Linked DNA regions of Rattus norvegicus: region 1 is linked to region 2. The links are chromatin contacts, called in public Hi-C maps. All regions are on one chromosome and are shown on one strand. Each heading gives the region's core, a stretch centred on a gene start, on an enhancer-like site or on the middle of the called end of the contact. The rest is flanking DNA. Distances are from core to core; before and after follow the strand shown.

Region 1 (2,700 bases), core at 109-2,608, 210 kb before region 2:
ACCTGGGTGAATGTTCATCTTTTGTGGAAAACAGTCTTTCAGGAGTAGAACTCTATCACTTTCCCTGCTCTCTGGAAGTCAGACACAGTCATAGAGCATGTCTCCAAGTATAGTTTTCCTGATTTGAAGCTCTGAGGATTTGCGTAGCTCAGAAGTCCGATCACACAATGAAGTTGTCCAAAAGAAATAGGAGAAGAAGAAAAAAAAAAACCAAAAACAAAAAAGAAAAAATTAAAAAAAAAAAAACCTCAACAAGCTCAGGGCACAAACAGGATTGCAGCAGGAAGTACCTGCAAATAGGAATCATAGACCTGGGCTCAGAGTGCAAGGGCAAGTTTGATCCTGTAGAAAACTGGTGTTCGAGAGGGAGGGGCTGGCAGCTTGCCAGGTTAAAGGTTATAGAAACTTCACTGCACCTGATTTTGAGTCCTGCCCTGGGGAAGGCAGAGCCAACTCCTAGCCATGGGTGATTCTGCTGTCCCTCCTCCAGCTACTTAGTTTTCCTGACCATGTGTGCAATTTGCATAAGGTCCATGGTTTAGCACGCATTTCCACAGCATTAAGTAGGAAGCTAAATCTAAGGAGCACATAGAGACCTCTTTAAACATGTCAATCACTGCCATGCCTCTGGCCTGTTCTCTCTGTTGCAGGCCCAACAGGCTGTCCTGTGTGTGCACAGGGCTCCACTCTGACCACCTTGTTTTAAACTGTCTCTGAAAACAACAGGTGGCCTTTTCTGTCAGCAAGTGGATATAAACTGCATCGGCCAGTCTCTTTAGGGCCTGGGCCAGACCCAGTGGCCATGGGGCGTAAAACCACACTGTCTGTCTTGGCAAGATCGACCCACCATCTAGGATGTCATATTCTTATATGACAGCACCTCTCTGCTTCTACGCACCCAGAAGGGCTGCTGCCAGACATTACTGAATTTAATGCAAATATACTAAATATGCTCAGTTTGTTCACAGCTCCATGTTCACAAACAAACAAACAAACAAACAAACCAATACAATCAAAACGCCCAGCCTAAAAATAGTATTTAAGGGCAGGGAAGAACGGTTCTTCTCAAGAACACTATTTGACCACAAGCTCTTCGCTGTTTTAAAAAGCTAACATCTGAATAACTACAGAAAAATATACTCAGAAGTAAAGGTGGGTACCTAGGGCTGGCTCACATTGTGGCCCTTGCCTTTTTGCCAGGACAATATATATGGCAGTTCATTTTGGAAGATAGAATTTTAAGTGCCTCATGTCTGCACCTGCAAACGTCCTTTGCTTTCTTGCAAACCCACAAGCAAGGTCCAGCAGGCTTGTCTGTCCCCAGTGACCGGCACCTACCTTGTCTAATGGTGAAGAGCAAGTCAGCAGGAGGCAAACGCCCTGGAGCTGACCCGGTAGGGAGGGACATGCAGAAGGAGGGAGGAGTCTCAGTCTGCAGGGGAAGTGGACGCTGTGACAGTGTCCTGAATTCCCGGGAAAACCCGGGGGAGGGGCAGGTCCGCAAGGACTGAGAAGTGGCTGGCTCCGAGATGGAGGCAAGAGGGCAGGGTGGGAAGAGTGGTGATAGGAGGGAAACAAAGGCCCTGAGGAGGTAGAAAGGGAGCCTGGCACAATGCCCTGGGCCTGTCTACCCGGACACGTACTTCTCTGTGGTCAGTCGCAATCGGGCTATTTCAAGGAATAAGCTACTATATTTGTGTACTTACCTCTCCCCTACCCTCCAAACACACACACTCTTACATATTCTCTTCATGTGCCTCGGGTTGTTTGTCTGCGAGGAAGGAAAGAAAACCTTGAGAAAAGAAGATGGAAGGACAACAGCTTCCTTTTGTCCCAACCTTCCCCCAACACTCTCAGGCAAGGCCAGTGAAACCATCTTAATTTTCCGGTTCTGTCTCTTAAAGATGTGGGTGCTGGCTCGAGGCCTTGCTCTGGGCAGCGTTTGTCCTCAGGGCAAACCAATGGGAAAAAAAAAAAAAAAAAAAGTGTCTCCGCTGAGAAAGATGGATGGAATCCAAAGCCCATGAGCTCCTTTGAAAGTCTCTGGTGGACAGGATTGCTCTCCCTGTTTCTGAAACCGTCAAAAGATGTGTACAATGGAATAAGAGGGTGCCCTTCAGTGTTCCACAAAAGCAAACAAAACAAAACAGTTTCTCTAAGATGGAGGGTTTTTTTTAATGTTTTTTTATTTGTTTCGGTGTGTCTGAAGGGGGTTTAGTTGTGTTTTTGTTTTCATTTATTTATTTTTTAATTTTTAAAATTTATTTATTTCTAATTTATGTACATTGCTGTTCTGCCTGCATGTATGTTTGTTCGAGTGGAGACAGTTGTGAGATGCCATGTGGGTGCTGGGAATTGAATCCAGGTACTTTGGAAGAAGAGCCAATGCTCTTAACCACCAAGTCATCTCCCCAGTCCCTATTTTTTACTTTTTAAATTTTATGTTATGTGTATAGTCTTTTGCCTATATGTATGTCTGCATGCCTGGTGCCCCTTTGAGAACCAGAGAGGGCAGTGAACCCTGGGATTGGAGTTATAGATCGATCGTCCAGACTGACCATAGCTAGCAGAAAAGACCGGGCCATGAGAGGAGAGAAGAGAGGGAGCAAGGAGGGGCGGGACAAGAGAGGAAAAAGCCAAGAGAACCAAGGGAAGAGGGAAAGAACCAAGAGAGTGCGTGGCTGTAATGGTAGAGCTACA
Region 2 (2,700 bases), core at 30-2,529:
GGGGTGAGAGAGAAGTGAGTGGCTTTTTGCTGGCTCATGAGACACACAGCTAGGATGTACAGGTTTTCCTCTAGAACAGGGTCACACCACCTCCTCCTCTTTAAAGTGAGGGGCTACAGGTGAGAAATCCTTCCACACACGTCCCAGCAGGCAGTTCCATGGTCAATAATCTCAGTTTTTGAAGTGTTTGTTTCTGGCCCTGGATCAAAGCCGGTCGGTCTCTGGCCATTTCTGGTTCATCTGCCACGACGCGTTACCGTCTCCCCACCCCCCCCCTCCCCGTCATTGAAAATGACCAGAGGTGAGGGAGAGTGGAGCCCCCTCACGACTCTGGCCAGGTGCTGTCCCTCTTCACCCAGATATCCTCCCGTGAGGTTCCTATCACCCTTCCATCTCCCCAAGATTTCTTTCCTATCAACCTCCCAGCCACAGCCAGCTTGGGTGACTTAGAGACTCTGCAGACCCTGCCTCTTTCGGGTTAGTCCCCCAAATCAGCCCCCGGCCCTTATTTGGATCAGGGTCGATAGAACAGGTTCTCCCCAAGGTGGAATTTCCTCCAGAGTGGACAGCTCCACCCTCCGTCCAAGAGTGGACACCTTTCCATGCTCCAAGAGAGTTAAGTTTCCAGGGCGTCTCAGAAGTGCAACTGGTCCAGAACTCGACTGCCTGGGAGGTGACAGGTCCTAAGGCTGCCCCTTCGGCCCCCGGGGCTGATTACCGTCCTCAGTGGGGAGTGGGAAAGGGGCGGGTCTCCAGGTGCGGGTACTTTCCGACGCTGGAAACTTGCTTAGCCTTTGGTGTCTCGGGACCCCATCTCCGCTTCGGTCCCCAGGGAGTGGCCCTTGGAGGGGGGGGCTGTCTCTCAGGCTGGCTCTCAGCCTCTGGAGTTACAGCTTCTGGATCTCCCGCTCCTGCTTTCCCCTGCTCCGGACCAAGCGGGCGGGGGTGGGGGGGTGGTGGCGCGGTCTGGAGAGGACCTCCGCTGCGCCCGGGACTCCAGCGGGGAAGGCGCCCCGCCCTCTGCCTTGCTTTCACCCCGCCCGACGGGGCAGGGAAAGCCCCCGCGGCTCCTCCCACCCAAGGGGCTTTTCTCCAGTCGCCAGTGACTTTGCTCCGGGAGCGCAGCCGCTTGGAGCCGCTTTCCGCCGGGCTGGAGCGTGTGGGACTCCTGCTCTTGTGTGAACGCAGCGGGCAAGGGTCGGTGACCCCGGGGCGCGCCTCGTGTACTTGTCCCTCTAACCCGAGTCTTAGCCCCCGGCCCGCGCCTTGGCCTCCAGCATGGTGCTGCTGGCTGGGCCCGGGCCGGAGGGCGGCGGGACACGCTGCTTGTCCCCACAGTCGCCGACGCCACCCCGGAGCGTACAGACAGGGGACGACCCAGCGGACTACGAGGAGTACGAAGACTTCTCGAGTCTGCCGGACACCCGCAGCATCGCATCGGACGATTCCTTCTACCCTCCGGGAGGCGAGGAGGAGTGCGGCTCGGTGTGCGCGGAGAGCGTCCCGGAGGGCGTCCCTGAGTCGGCGACCCTCCTGCGCGCCGCCTGCGCCAACGACGTGGGGCTGCTGCGGGCGCTAGTGCGGCGCGGACCTAGTTCCGAGGAGGCACGGGAGACTGACCGCAACGGCCGGGTAAGTCCCGACAGGTTTCGGTCCCCTCCGCTCTCCTCCCTCGCCCGCATTTCCGTGTCATCCCAATCCTAGATCTACTGCCGCTCAGAGCACGGCTTCCTTCCTGTGTGGCGTGAGGCGATATTGGGACCCCATTTGCGGAGCGGGCGGATGATAGTCCTGCCCGGCTTCCTACTCCATCCAGATTCCCCTTTACCGCCCCGAGGATCCCCGAATTCTCACTAGGGGAATAATTCTTTATGCTGGAAATGTGTTGACATCTTTAGGGGTGGGGGTGCCCCTTCCACTCAGTGCCTCCCTAACTGCTACTTTCCCCAGGCCCGGGTAGGTGATGGTCTCTACTCACTTTCAGGGGACATTTTCCTACCTCCAGCCCCATTTGTCCACCCGGCCTCTCCTGTTGGTTGTCCTTGTCTAACACGTTGGTGCTCGAATTAGGATTTGGAAGCTACAGTTCCTTTCATTACCTAAGCCACCCCTTTTCCTTGCTTTTCCTAGTGACCCGCGCGGCGACTAGCCAGCTCTATGTGAGGTCACTGCTGCGGGTCGAAGCCTACCAACCCTCGCAGCCACGCTTCAGGCAGGACAGGTGCTGCTCAGCTCAGTAGGGTCACGCACCAGGGTCGGCACGCAGGAAAGTAGGAGGCGGTCTCTATTAATTACGCCGAGACTCAGAGATAGCAAGAAAGTTTGAGAAAAGAAAAAAAGTTGGGAGAGATGTTCCCACTGAACACTAGCTGGGAAAGTGACCGCTGTGGCCGTGTCCCCATTAGTCTCTGCTGGGTGGACAAACAACCTCCCCTGATTTCCATGTTCCCAGAGGCCCCGTGGTTTTTGCAGACTCAGCCTTGCACAAATTAGGGACGCCTGTGCTTCTGCTTGGGAGTCGCCAGCTGACAGGAAATTTGCGCTTTAATATAGGGACCTGGAGACCCGATGCCTTTGGCTTATCCTGGGGCTGTATATGCGCAATGTTTTGTGCCTGAAGGCAGTCTGGGTCAGGCTTAGGCAAGTGTGAAGCCAGCGTGTCCCTTTCTGCTTTTGATAACCCGACAACCTTGAACTTGG

The links. A called contact is a pair of places that touch in the nucleus more often than the background predicts.
Region 1: a contact with region 2 is called in a Hi-C map of kidney, with 4 times the contacts expected there. The contact joins the promoter of Cmbl here to the promoter of Ankrd33b in region 2. A contact is called at or near these places in 2 of 12 Hi-C or Micro-C datasets (kidney and liver).

The regions. Positions count from the first base shown.
Region 1 is chr2:84,278,786-84,281,485 of GRCr8, reverse strand. Cmbl (carboxymethylenebutenolidase homolog) reads right to left here and starts at 1,358. Exons shown (of 6, transcript NM_001008770.3): 1 at 1,339-1,358.
Region 2 is chr2:84,068,158-84,070,857 of GRCr8, reverse strand. Ankrd33b (ankyrin repeat domain 33B) reads left to right here and starts at 1,279. Exons shown (of 4, transcript NM_001191565.1): 1 at 1,279-1,632. The coding sequence starts at 1,279.